Linked DNA regions of Mus musculus: regions 1 and 3 are each linked to region 2. A link is a contact called in public promoter capture Hi-C data. All regions are on one chromosome and are shown on one strand. The core of a region is the stretch at or near the end of the contact, and the rest is flanking DNA. Distances in the headings are between cores, read along the strand shown.

Region 1 (3,638 bases), core at 1,062-3,561, 570 kb after region 2:
CAGTATAAGTTGCACATTGTTTTGGCTTCTCCTGCTCTGCTGCACAACTCCCTGAATCTATACTGCTTCCCCTTCTATCTCACACTGTCTAATACAAATTTAACCCTATATCTCACACATGGAAACTTCTCTTTCTAGGACAAGAAGCTGAAGCAAGAAGAGGTGAATGGAGACTGTGCATGCCTATAAAAAGGAGACATGGGGTTTTCCCAGCTGCTTCTTACTATCTGGGTTACAGATGTGTCCTGATCAGGTAGCTCAACATTGTATAATAAATCGAAAATCTCAAGGTATTCAAATGTTAGAAATTGAACTTAACTTGTCAAAAAAACATTGCAATACATGGAAAAATCTGTGAATCACATGAACTCACAAAAGAGCAATTCTGGAGAAGACATTTGTCCATGTTTTCCCATTTTGACTGAAAGAAAATTAAAGGACTAATGAGGAGGTAGAGTGGATTAGTAAGGCATTTGGAATACAAGTGTCTGCTTCTGTAACGATGGTTTCTTTTTTTATACAGTGAATTCCTGGATTACAGAAAGGATGTGTTGAGCTTCTCCGTACATTCCTGAATCCCACGGACTTTGCTTGGGTCCCGTAGACTCTTAAAGACTGCATCAACCATGGGACTATGTGTAGCTCCTAAACAGGAATCAGATTTGTCAGTAGAGATATGACAATTACTGACAGAGCAGGTTCTGAAGTGCCTGTCTGATGTAGAGTATTGCTGAGATAGTGAAAAACCACTACTGAAAAAATGCTGTTCAATTTTTTATCAAAATCTTGGTGTTACCATGTTTCATGATCATGTTTTTCTAGAATTCTAATTTATAATTATAACCCCAAGAGTGATATACCATTATGTATTTTAACACTAGCAATAAAGTACTATTTAGGTTTTTTGTTTTAAAAGGAAGTAGCAACAGAGATGATGAAATGAACCAGTAATAAAACTTAAAATAAATTAGTTGTGGATTTACCAGTTGTACTGGCTGGTTTTGTGTGTCAACTTGACAAATGCTAGAGTTATCACAGAGGAAGGAGCTTCAGTTGGGGAAGTGCCTCCATGAGATCCAGCTGTGGGGTATTTTCCCAATTAGTGATCAAGGAGGAAAGGCACCTTGTGGGTGGGACCATCTCTGGACTGGTAGTTTTGGTTCTATAAGAGAGCAGGCTGAGCAAGCCAGGCGAAGCAAGCCAGTAAAGAACATCTCTCCATGGCCTCTGCATCAGCTCCTGCTTCCTGACTTGCTTAAGTTCTAGTCCTACTTCCTTAGTGATGAACAGCAGTATGGAAGTGTAAACTGAATAAACCCTTTCCTCCTCAATTTGCTTCTTGGTCATGATGTTTGTGCAGGAATAGAAACCCTGACTAAGACACCAGTATTGAAATTATTTTTAATTTTATTATGAAAATGTTTAATCCTTTGTCTGAATTACAGCTTTTTATACAGTTGGTAATTCTGAAGTTTTTAGCAATTTGATGAAAAAACAATCTCACATTTCTATATATTGTGAAACACTGATTATTAACATGCCCCTTTAAGGAAACATCAACAAAAACCTACCAAACAACAAGAGAAACAAAAAAAAAAAAAAAAACAAACAAAAAAAAAAACTCCACAAAGAACCTAATAGGGTTGTAAAGATTAGTTTTTTTGTAAAGGGGGGAAATTAAATATATAAGGCTAGAAAATGCTTGTTTAAAATGTGTGTGTGTGTATGTGTGTGTGTGTGTGTGTGTGTGTGTGTGAAATTTTATGTTGGTTGCTAGAGAGACAACATTTTGTGACAGGCAGTTGTTTTTCACTTAAGTTTCCTTTTAGAGGAAGCTTCATCTGATCCTTTGTGCTTCAAAGACAACTGCAAAAGGCATACTTTTGTGTATATGTGATAGTGAAATCACAGGCTGGGAACTCCTGAATGATTGCTAAAGCTGACTGTAGGCAAATAAACCTTTAGGAATGAGAGTGCAGTGGACGGTGTCTCCTGGGCCTGAACAAGGTAGTTGAGATGCAAAATGTCCCTACACTTATTCTACTGGATTCCCTACAAGACCTCAGCTTCAGCCTACCCTGGTGCTGCAAATAGAGTATAGAGTTAACCATGTACGAACACCCTTTAGCCTCTATCTACATGGTGACATATTTAAAAGACTGAAACATTACTGATGTATTTATTACTTTGCAATTTCATACTTAGGAGCGCATAAAGTAGCACTACAGTAGCACACAGGCCTAGAGAAGCAGGAGCCCCTAGAACAGCCTGAGAAGACTGCCCAGCTGTTGCTGAGACTGGCTGCTGGAGGAGAGAGGGAAGCCACCTGCAAGTACGGACCCTGGCACTGGCCACCAGCTGCGGCGGCGCTGCCTTGAGCATCCTCCGTAGCTCGCGCAGCAAAGCCAACAGCAAAAGGCAAGCGAATAAACGCAAGGCCAGGACTCCTGCAGCTCTCTCCGTGCCCCTCGCTCGTGCGGCAGATGCTAGTGCAGAACCAGCACGGAGCTGACTGAGCCGCCATAGGTGAGGGGCCGCGTCCCCACCCGCTCAGGCCGGCGCGCCCCGCACGGATCCCGCTTGCCGCCGCCGCCGCTGCAGCCTCAGCACCATGACTACTCCGCGCGCTGCGGTTACAGGTTGGTTATGGCCGCTGGCCCTGGAGGCTGCGGCAAGGCGGGCACAGCGTCTTACACCGGAGGCCGGGAGGCGTCCTGCTATCCCTTCGCTGGGGCCTGGCCTGGGCAGGGTTCTGGGAATCCAGGAGGCGGCAGACAGCTCAGTCTGGGCGCGCAGGGAAGGGACTCTGGGAGCCACTGTGCGCCACTGTGCGCCCTCTGGCCCCCCGTGCAAGTTGCTCCCAAGTGGGCCTTGGGAAGCCTTGGGCCGCTGGATGGGGCCTGCCCAGCCTTGGCATCCAGCAGGTGCTGGAGGTGGGGGAAGCAGGTGGCTGGGGGTGGGGCTGACATGCATCCAGACCCTCACTATGCTGGCCCTGATTGCTAAAGGCCTTAATTGCCTCTGGCCTTCACCTGGGTCAACCCAATACTGGGAGGAGGGTTTGGGGAGTACCTCTGCTCCATCAGCTTTTGGGAAGGCCTTCTGGGCCTTGCCCAATCCCATAATCCTGCGGACTGCTGTTTGCTAATTTGCTCTCATTTTATTAATTGTTCTGTTTGAGCAGCTGTCATTAGAGTGACCCTTATCAGCAAGCAAAGTTTGGACTTGCCAAAGCAACTGCATTTTGTCTTTGAACCTTTAAGAGCCCAGTTTGGAAGGCCTGGCTAGAGTCTGGAAATGGGTCCAGAACTGTGACCTAGGGGTTAGTTATTTCTCTGACTTTAATGTTTCTTTAGACAACATAATGTCCCCGAACCTGGACACTATGTCCTTTACTAGAAAAAAAAAATCAGCTTTGGGCCCAAATTTCCAAGGACTGTATTGTGAAGGATGTGTGAACACACACACACACACACACACACACACACACACATGACCTTTGGAAGATTTCCTCAATTTCCCTGTGGGAAATGGGAAGTGAGGCCCCTTGTGGCTTTTTTTCCTGTAATCTCTCATGTGGGATCAAAAATTAACAGGTAGCTGTTTTTGCTTTTGTTTTTAAATTTTTGATTCCTTGT
Region 2 (3,487 bases), core at 294-2,793:
TTTGTTTTTCAGAAAAGAGGTCTATGTTGAGACATAAACCAGACTAAGGTTCTAAGGGCAGAGCCCTTTGTTTCTCTTTATCACTTAAAAATCTGTTGACTTGCCTAGTATTGTACCGACTCTGATCAGAACTGGATCAACTGAATAAATGGTGACAAGTTAAATGATCACCAATAGTTACTATTTATTAAATCCCAGTTGTGTGATATGCACAACAGTGTTTGGTATCATCATTGAAGTCTCACAATAACCTATGGGTAATGAAAATCATGGGGGCAAAACTGTGTTGAGAGAGTGTAAACAAAATGCAGATGAATTTATACAGTATATTTCCCTCACTTGGGTTCTAATGTTAGCCAAGACTTTATATTGCAAGGATGAGTGTAAGGATCCAGCAGTTAGAGAGAATAACAACAAATCTAGACTGACAGGCCCATTGAAACTATGCATCTTCTAGAAACCTTAAAGTATAGCAAATGGTGGAACAATTCTTTGCCTTCCCTCAGAATGGTGTTTCTATGGTACTTTACATGCTAGGACTATTTACTGCCCACAGACTCAATAACATTGAGAGGCATGATGATATTTGGATCAGCAGTTTGGAGGCATGGAAATACAGGGGTAAATTTATGTCTATTAGCAGAAGGAGAAAAACTTACCTGAGAATATATGCTGTGATATTAAAGCATTGAAACTGGAAAAGAATGTGTAAGATATGAGTACATAGTCTAGGGGATGATACTAAATAGCTGGCATTTGTTGTATACTCTAAGATACTGTCATAGAGTCTGCACTTTGTTTAGAACTGAATGGATTCTGCTCTCTGCTTAAAAGATGCAAAACTTGAAGCAGAAAAACTAAAATTACTTTGGAGATCACCTTAAGAAGTTCCAGACTCAAAAAATAAATTAAAAAGGAAAGAAGGAAGAAACAAAGAAAGAAAAGAAGAAAAAGAACCAGAAACCAAGAACCAAGAGCACTTGAAATTGAAGTTTACACACCTAAGAGCTTAGTCAGAAAAACACCATCTTCCTAAGTAGCCTCTCTCCTCTCTTCTCCTCTCCTCTCCTCTCCTCTCCTCTCCTCTCCTCTCCTCTCCTCTCCTCTCCTCTCCTCTCCTCTCCTCTCCTCTCCTCTCCTCTCCTCTCCTCTCCTCTCCTCTCCTCTCCTTCCCTCCCCTCCCTTCTCCTCCCCTCCCTTCTCCTCCCCTCCCTTCCCCTCTCCTCCCTTTCCCCCTTCCCTTCCCCTCCCTTCCTCTCCCCTCCCTTCCCCCTCCTCCCTTTCCCTCCCTCCCCTTCCCTCACCTTCTCTCTCATCTCCTCCCTCCCCTCCCCTCCCCTCTCCTCTCCTCTCCTCTCCTCTCCTCTCCTCTCTCCCTTCTATCTTTCTCGTTGCTTTATATAAAGTCAAAGGTGAAATTAATAAGTCTGAAGAGATTCTGAGGCAAGAAGCCTTGTCTGTATTCTCCTTATGTTTGGTTTCCTCTGCACCCTCCTGGTTTCTCTCCAGCTCAGCGCTGCCTTTTTATCACAGCTTAAGACAGCAGATGGCTCTCTTGCGTTTTCTTTCACTTATCTCTATCTGTAAACAGCCTAGTAGCCTTTGGAAGAGGGAATAGGAAAATGCGAGGATTAAGCTAAAAGACCCCGATTGCCTAATACAACTCCCTTCTTCAGATTCTCCTGAAATACGAAGCCACATCGAATAGAATGGGCCTCTGGAGATTTGAGAAATTTCACTGTCAGAGAGACTTTCTACACACTTCATCAGGGATCCTAATAGAAAGATCGAGCAGGCAGGATGCTTCTCTGGTATCCAACAGTTGAAAGCTTCTGCCTCGAGGTGTGTTATTACAGTCAGTGGAAGTAGTGATGGTTAATTTCCTTTCCATTTAAGAAAAAGAGGGGGCAAAACATTGCCTTTACGGGAAGATATAGTCTAGGAGACCTTTACAAGATAGCCAGACAGCGCTTCTCTATTCTGGCTTCTTCAATGAAGTGTGGCTGGCCAGCGTCACTGTCCGCGGTGCTGAACCTCAAACAAGCGGGAACTTGAGGTGCAATAAATAATGGAGAGGGGGTGACATATGAAGCCCAAAGTCTGACTTACCTATAGTCAAAGATTGGGAAATATGACTGAAATACGAAACAAACAGGCAAACAAACAAACCAGTGAACACAGCTGTGATGACAAGGAGCTCAATCCGATTCGAGTTAATAGCATGATGTCTTGGCTGCTGGAGTTGTACTCAATTTAAAAGGTCATTTTACACTTTGCATCTCATCTCATTCTCCAGAAAAAAAAAAAAAAAAAACCACTACGAAACCTTTAGGTAAATCTGTTTGTTTTAATCATGTAGTCATTTAGAAATTCCAAACTAGAACTTTTCAAATATCCAAATGGATTCTTTGCAGTAATGACTCTTATTAAGGGTTGTTTGTTTGTTTGTTTGTTTGATTGATTGATTGATTGATTGATTGATTGATTGTTTTGAGACAGGGTTTCTCTGTGTACCCATGGCTGTCCTGGAACTCACTCTGAAGACCAGGCTGGCCTCGAATTCAGAAATCCTCCTGCCTCTGCCTTCCAAGTGCTGGGATTAAAGGCGTGCACTGTCTGGCTTATTAGGGTTCTTTACCCCTGTGATTTAGCAAAAGAACAGTCATACTTTTATCCATGTTTTATTAGGGTTGCTCATCTCTCTGTAAACAATCTTCTCTGTGAACCACGACACTGCTTCACAAACACACACTCAAAATACATTGGTGTTCCCCTTTTCTCAGTTTTCTCTTTAAACTCATGGGTGACAAAGCAGTACACATTTTAGACAAGGTAACTCTAAAATATTCCTCTTAGTAATTGTGGTGTTTGTAGATGTAACAGCCAAGTGATGGGAATAATCTTACAGGGCATACCTCTTAATATCAAAAACGATATTACCCTAAACCTAATAATACCTGCCCTGGATCCAAATTCACACACTACCATTTCAGCAGATGTTCTCCACATCTCTAGTAAGAAAGGAGATCTAAAGGAAGAGCAGTGAAAGAAAAAGAACTCCTTACAAGGGGAAGATATGGATCAGTTGTTGGGTGAAGAAGTTCAGCTTCCCTGGAATACATCGTAGGCTACACTTCCCTTATTTGCCTAGTCGTATCTTTGTAGTACTTTTTAACTATTATCCAAAACAAAGGAAATAGTACATTTTTGTTCAACACTGCTTCAGAGACTTCCTGTCTTCCTTATCCCACTTTCCAGTTCTCATCTAGTACTGGGAAAATATTTCTAAAACCCTGCCAATGATTGCCAAAGCATGCTATGTCTGTGTCCATATTGGATGGTGAGAAGTTTAGCTTTTGCCTTTCTTTCTCCTTGTCTTCCTGGGATGATAGACAAAATTGGGCAGGATGGTGGTGGTGGTGCATCTAGTGCTTGGATCAACTACAACCACTAAAGCATGAAGAGCTTTTCCTCAGTCTTCCTTTTC
Region 3 (3,544 bases), core at 863-3,362, 540 kb after region 2:
CAGGCTCATAGCCACAGTTAAATGGCCCAGTTACACAAAACTGTTAAAGAAGTTAAAGGTTCTGACCCTTTTCAGTGATGCTTTCTGATGAACTTGAACTATATCTTCAAAGAAAAAAAAAAGAGTTATGCTTACAAGTGTGCAAGACAAACAACAGCTCAGAATTCCAAGCAGTTAAAACAAAATGTATCCAAGTAAATATGTGACTTGGTAATTTTTTTTCTATCATGGTTTTAGATATGTTCCTCTCTATCTCTCTGTGAAGCACACCCTAAAAATGAAAGGCAAAGTAGAGCTCAAAGATGCAACCTGCCTGCTTCCCTATATTGTCTATAAAATGAGGATCAGAATCTTCAAATATGATAGGTAACATGTCTGAGAGGGGTAAGGGAGTCCATCAAGGTAACTCTAGTTGTGAGGCTGTGAAGAATCAAGTCCATGATTAGGAGCCACAGGAGAGGCAAGTGAAATGTAGAATGTAAGTATGTATATATAATACATATTTATATATATATTTCAATATATGTTTATATCTAATATATTTATATATACATATATGTTTGTTATTATATTTTATAAGCATATAATATAGGCTTATATTTATAGTTTTCACTTAAGTGAGAGTCCCAGAAGAAAAGAAATATTGTAATAAATGATGCCAAAAATTCATAGAAGCATGACCTCTGATAGTAATAACTGGATGCAGGTGACTCCCTAGGGAACAAACAGCGCCTCTGCATTACCTGCACAGGTTTTCCCGTCGTAGGTCTCGCATATCCACTCATGGCACTCACACAGTGGACCGAAGTAGGTGCCAGGTTCGGTCACGTGACAGATGCAGACCCCACACTCGCACCGGCCACGGTCATGGCACAGAGCGCTCCCTGGGGGCTGCCCAGGTGCACGACATCTGCGTTCGGACTCTGCCCGGGACAGCCTGCAGGGGGCGCCCGACAGGCTTCTGCAGGAGATAAGAAAGGCCACAGCTAGGCCACAGTCAGACACAGACCCCGCCCCTTCTACTCCCAGCCCACACTCGGTGGAGAAGAGGCCTGCAGCCTCATTTCTCTGTGGGCCAAGCAAGCCTCTGAAAGGTTGTTTTAAACACGACTAAAAATAGCACCTTCCAGTAGACAGAGGCGACGGCCTCTTGCTCCTTGGCGGATTGCCACTGAATCTTAAATGCACATTTTGATTAAATGCAAATTAGTCTGAAGTATGATCCTTGGCTGGCTTTTTGTTCTTTCTCTTTAAAAAGCGCTCATTGCTATCTAATAGCTAGAGGGAGATTACTTGGTAAAAATAAAGAGAGGAATGTATAGAAAAAGTTTAATGTATCATACATATGGTAGGAAGTAATGCTTTTAAATTATACTTGAAGCAGACATTAAGTAGTCTATGTTTTAAAAGTTGGAATGGAACTTGTTGCCTTTTTCAAAATGCAATGCAAGGTGTGACAGGGCCATCAAGCGGGTGCTATATTAAAAAGTGGAAAGAAGACTGCCTTACAGGCTATGGGATCAGACAAGTGTGCATAAGTACATCTTTGACTTGAGGTAAGTAAAAGTAACGACAAAAACAAAAAAACCCTAACATGTATTTGCAGGGGGAGAAATGATATCCGCTTTATTCAATGAGTAATTTTCCAAAGGAAAAGTGAATGAACAGATTATGAAGCAACATTAAAGTTAGATATAAGGAAAGAAAAGGCAGAACAGGTTGAAAACTGTTAATCTAACGTCCCACTTAGTAACTGCTCTTGGCTTGTGACAGTCATCTGTAAGCTTGAATTCTGCTACCCACGGCAGGGCAGGTGTGTCTCAAACAACAATAAACCAAACTTACCTCAGAGATGGTAAGAAGCTTTGAGGAGCAGCTGACAGCCCAATGAAGAGAAGGGAGGACACCAGCAACAAGAAGTTCCTGAAGCCTGGAGGATGCATGCTGAGCTCTGCAGGAGGGAGGGCAGACCAGCTGCACTGCTGCTAGGTGGGGCTTCCACCCGAGGCAGCAGGAGGAAGTGTCACCAGCAGATGTCCAGGCAGAAGGACTTGGGATAGCGGAGCTCACAGGTTCTGGGCTCCTCCTGGAAGCTCAGTTGCCTGCGAAGACTTGGGCAGTGGATCCGCTTTGGGCGGGGTGCGGGTGCCAAACTCCTCCAGTGGAGAGTCTAGGCAGGGAAGTAATTAGAAACAGTTGTACAAGCAGATGGTTTATTTTGACATTTTAAAAAAGTGTCCTGTTCACAGATTTGAGAAAATCTTGTCTTTCTTCAAGTACAGGCCCCCGAAATATTTAACAAGAGGATATTTGGACTGGCTGATTGGAAAGGCACCGTTAAAATAATTCCTGAATTGTGAAAAGGAAGGGGAGGGCTATGGTAAACACGGAAAGGAATCGCCTCCACCAGCAGTATTAAAAGAAGCCCCATTGGCGGCTTGAGAGATGCAAATGAACAAAGCTGGCAATCACAACTTTGTATTTATTAAGCTTTGTCTTTAACCATGGGTATTTTATTCCCTAAATGTCTAAAAGGTGTATTTTTTTCTTCCAGTTATTCAGGCCAGTTTCTTATCGCAGCCACATTTTTTTTTCTTGACTTGGACAGTCCAAATTAAAGTTGTTCCAAATCCACGCTATTCTTTCCTGTGATTTCAGTAGGCAGAAACAAAATAAAATATATGTTTAAAGTGTGATTTGCACTAAAAAAAAAAAAAAATAAATCAGCAGTGTTTTTTAGTCACCTACTCAGCGCCAGCCTCTGATATTAATTCTGATTGTGAGAATGATCACACATTGTTTTGCTAATTACACTTCTATCAGGCACCAGACTCTGTGCCAGATGGAAGAGGCATACAAAGGACAAAGGGGACATCTTCCTTTTCAGGAAGGCAGAGGACTGGTAAACTGTCAATCAAAACAAAAACACCAATTCCAGAGGACCAGGGATTGCAATGGAAAATTACTTCCTGATTAGATGCAGGTAACAATCACAACTAAGAAGGGAGGAGCTGAGCTGAAAGGCTAAAGAAGGAAGATTTAACCTCGATGATAAATGTGGGGGTGGAAGAGAAAAGAGATGCAATTTTATTTTATCGCTACTTTAAAGATAAAACCTGAGATCAAAGATATGAACTGATGATTCACTGGGACTCATGTAGGACCTCAGCGTTCACTCAGAGTCACCCACACCGTATGGCCATCTGGGAGAGTGTGCAGATGGAGGAAAGTCTTGAAGAACACTTTATATGTAAAGGCGTCTTCTGATGTTGATGATCCCTGGAATCAATGTATAGGACACATGGCTTTGTAAGCTTTCAAGTTAGACACAAGCTCCTGCAGGGAAGAATTTCCTCTGGCATTTCCGAAAGTGGATAAAGGTACAATACATCCCAATACTGGCTGCTAGAGCAAGCAGGAACAGAAGTGCCCTTGACCACGTTTGTGTTTCTCTCTTTGCTTAGATCTGTACCAAGAAGAGCTTTGCATGGACACCAGTAAAGAGTTGACGTTTATCAGTCCTTAGGTCCATCAGGGGATAGAC

What was found. Promoter capture Hi-C pulls out the DNA fragments that hold promoters and counts their contacts.
Region 1: a promoter capture Hi-C map of hippocampal neurons shows a contact between it and region 2, with 5 times the contacts expected there. The contact joins the promoter of Nalcn here to the enhancer-like site in region 2. A contact is called at or near these places in 3 of 39 promoter capture datasets (embryonic stem cells, hippocampal neurons and stem cell-derived epiblast-like cells), 3 of 484 Hi-C or Micro-C datasets (the N1E-115 cell line, cortical neurons and forebrain), 5 of 115 datasets of contacts at active chromatin or transcription factors (embryonic basal ganglia, embryonic forebrain, embryonic midbrain and 2 more) and 1 of 9 other capture datasets (adipose tissue).
Region 3: a contact with region 2 is called in a promoter capture Hi-C map of hippocampal neurons, with 4 times the contacts expected there. The contact joins the promoter of Itgbl1 here to the enhancer-like site in region 2. A contact is called at or near these places in 4 of 39 promoter capture datasets (cranial neural crest, embryonic stem cells and hippocampal neurons), 2 of 484 Hi-C or Micro-C datasets (both in embryonic stem cells), 6 of 115 datasets of contacts at active chromatin or transcription factors (embryonic basal ganglia, embryonic forebrain, embryonic stem cells and 2 more) and 1 of 9 other capture datasets (embryonic stem cells).

What each region holds. Positions count from the first base shown.
Region 1 is chr14:123,625,817-123,629,454 of GRCm38.p6, reverse strand. It overlaps Nalcn (sodium leak channel, non-selective), which reads left to right and starts at 2,311. Exons shown (of 44, transcript NM_177393.4): 1 at 2,311-2,639. It overlaps Gm46490 (a long non-coding RNA gene), which reads left to right. Exons shown (of 3, transcript XR_001781479.2): 2 at 139-253; 3 at 524-842.
Region 2 is chr14:124,194,062-124,197,548 of GRCm38.p6, reverse strand. All of the region lies in intron 1 of Fgf14 (fibroblast growth factor 14), which reads left to right. Among named protein-coding and RNA genes, the nearest start is that of 1700024B18Rik, 210 kb to the right of the region's middle. Within about 2 kb of position 1,543, at least 8 of the 459 cell types and tissues checked have an H3K27ac peak or open chromatin away from gene starts, as enhancers often do. A contact at or near this core is called in cortical neurons and hippocampal neurons, where this site is marked.
Region 3 is chr14:123,658,708-123,662,251 of GRCm38.p6, reverse strand. It overlaps Itgbl1 (integrin, beta-like 1), which reads right to left and starts at 2,112. Exons shown (of 11, transcript NM_145467.2): 1 at 1,846-2,112; 2 at 744-961. The coding sequence starts at 1,943.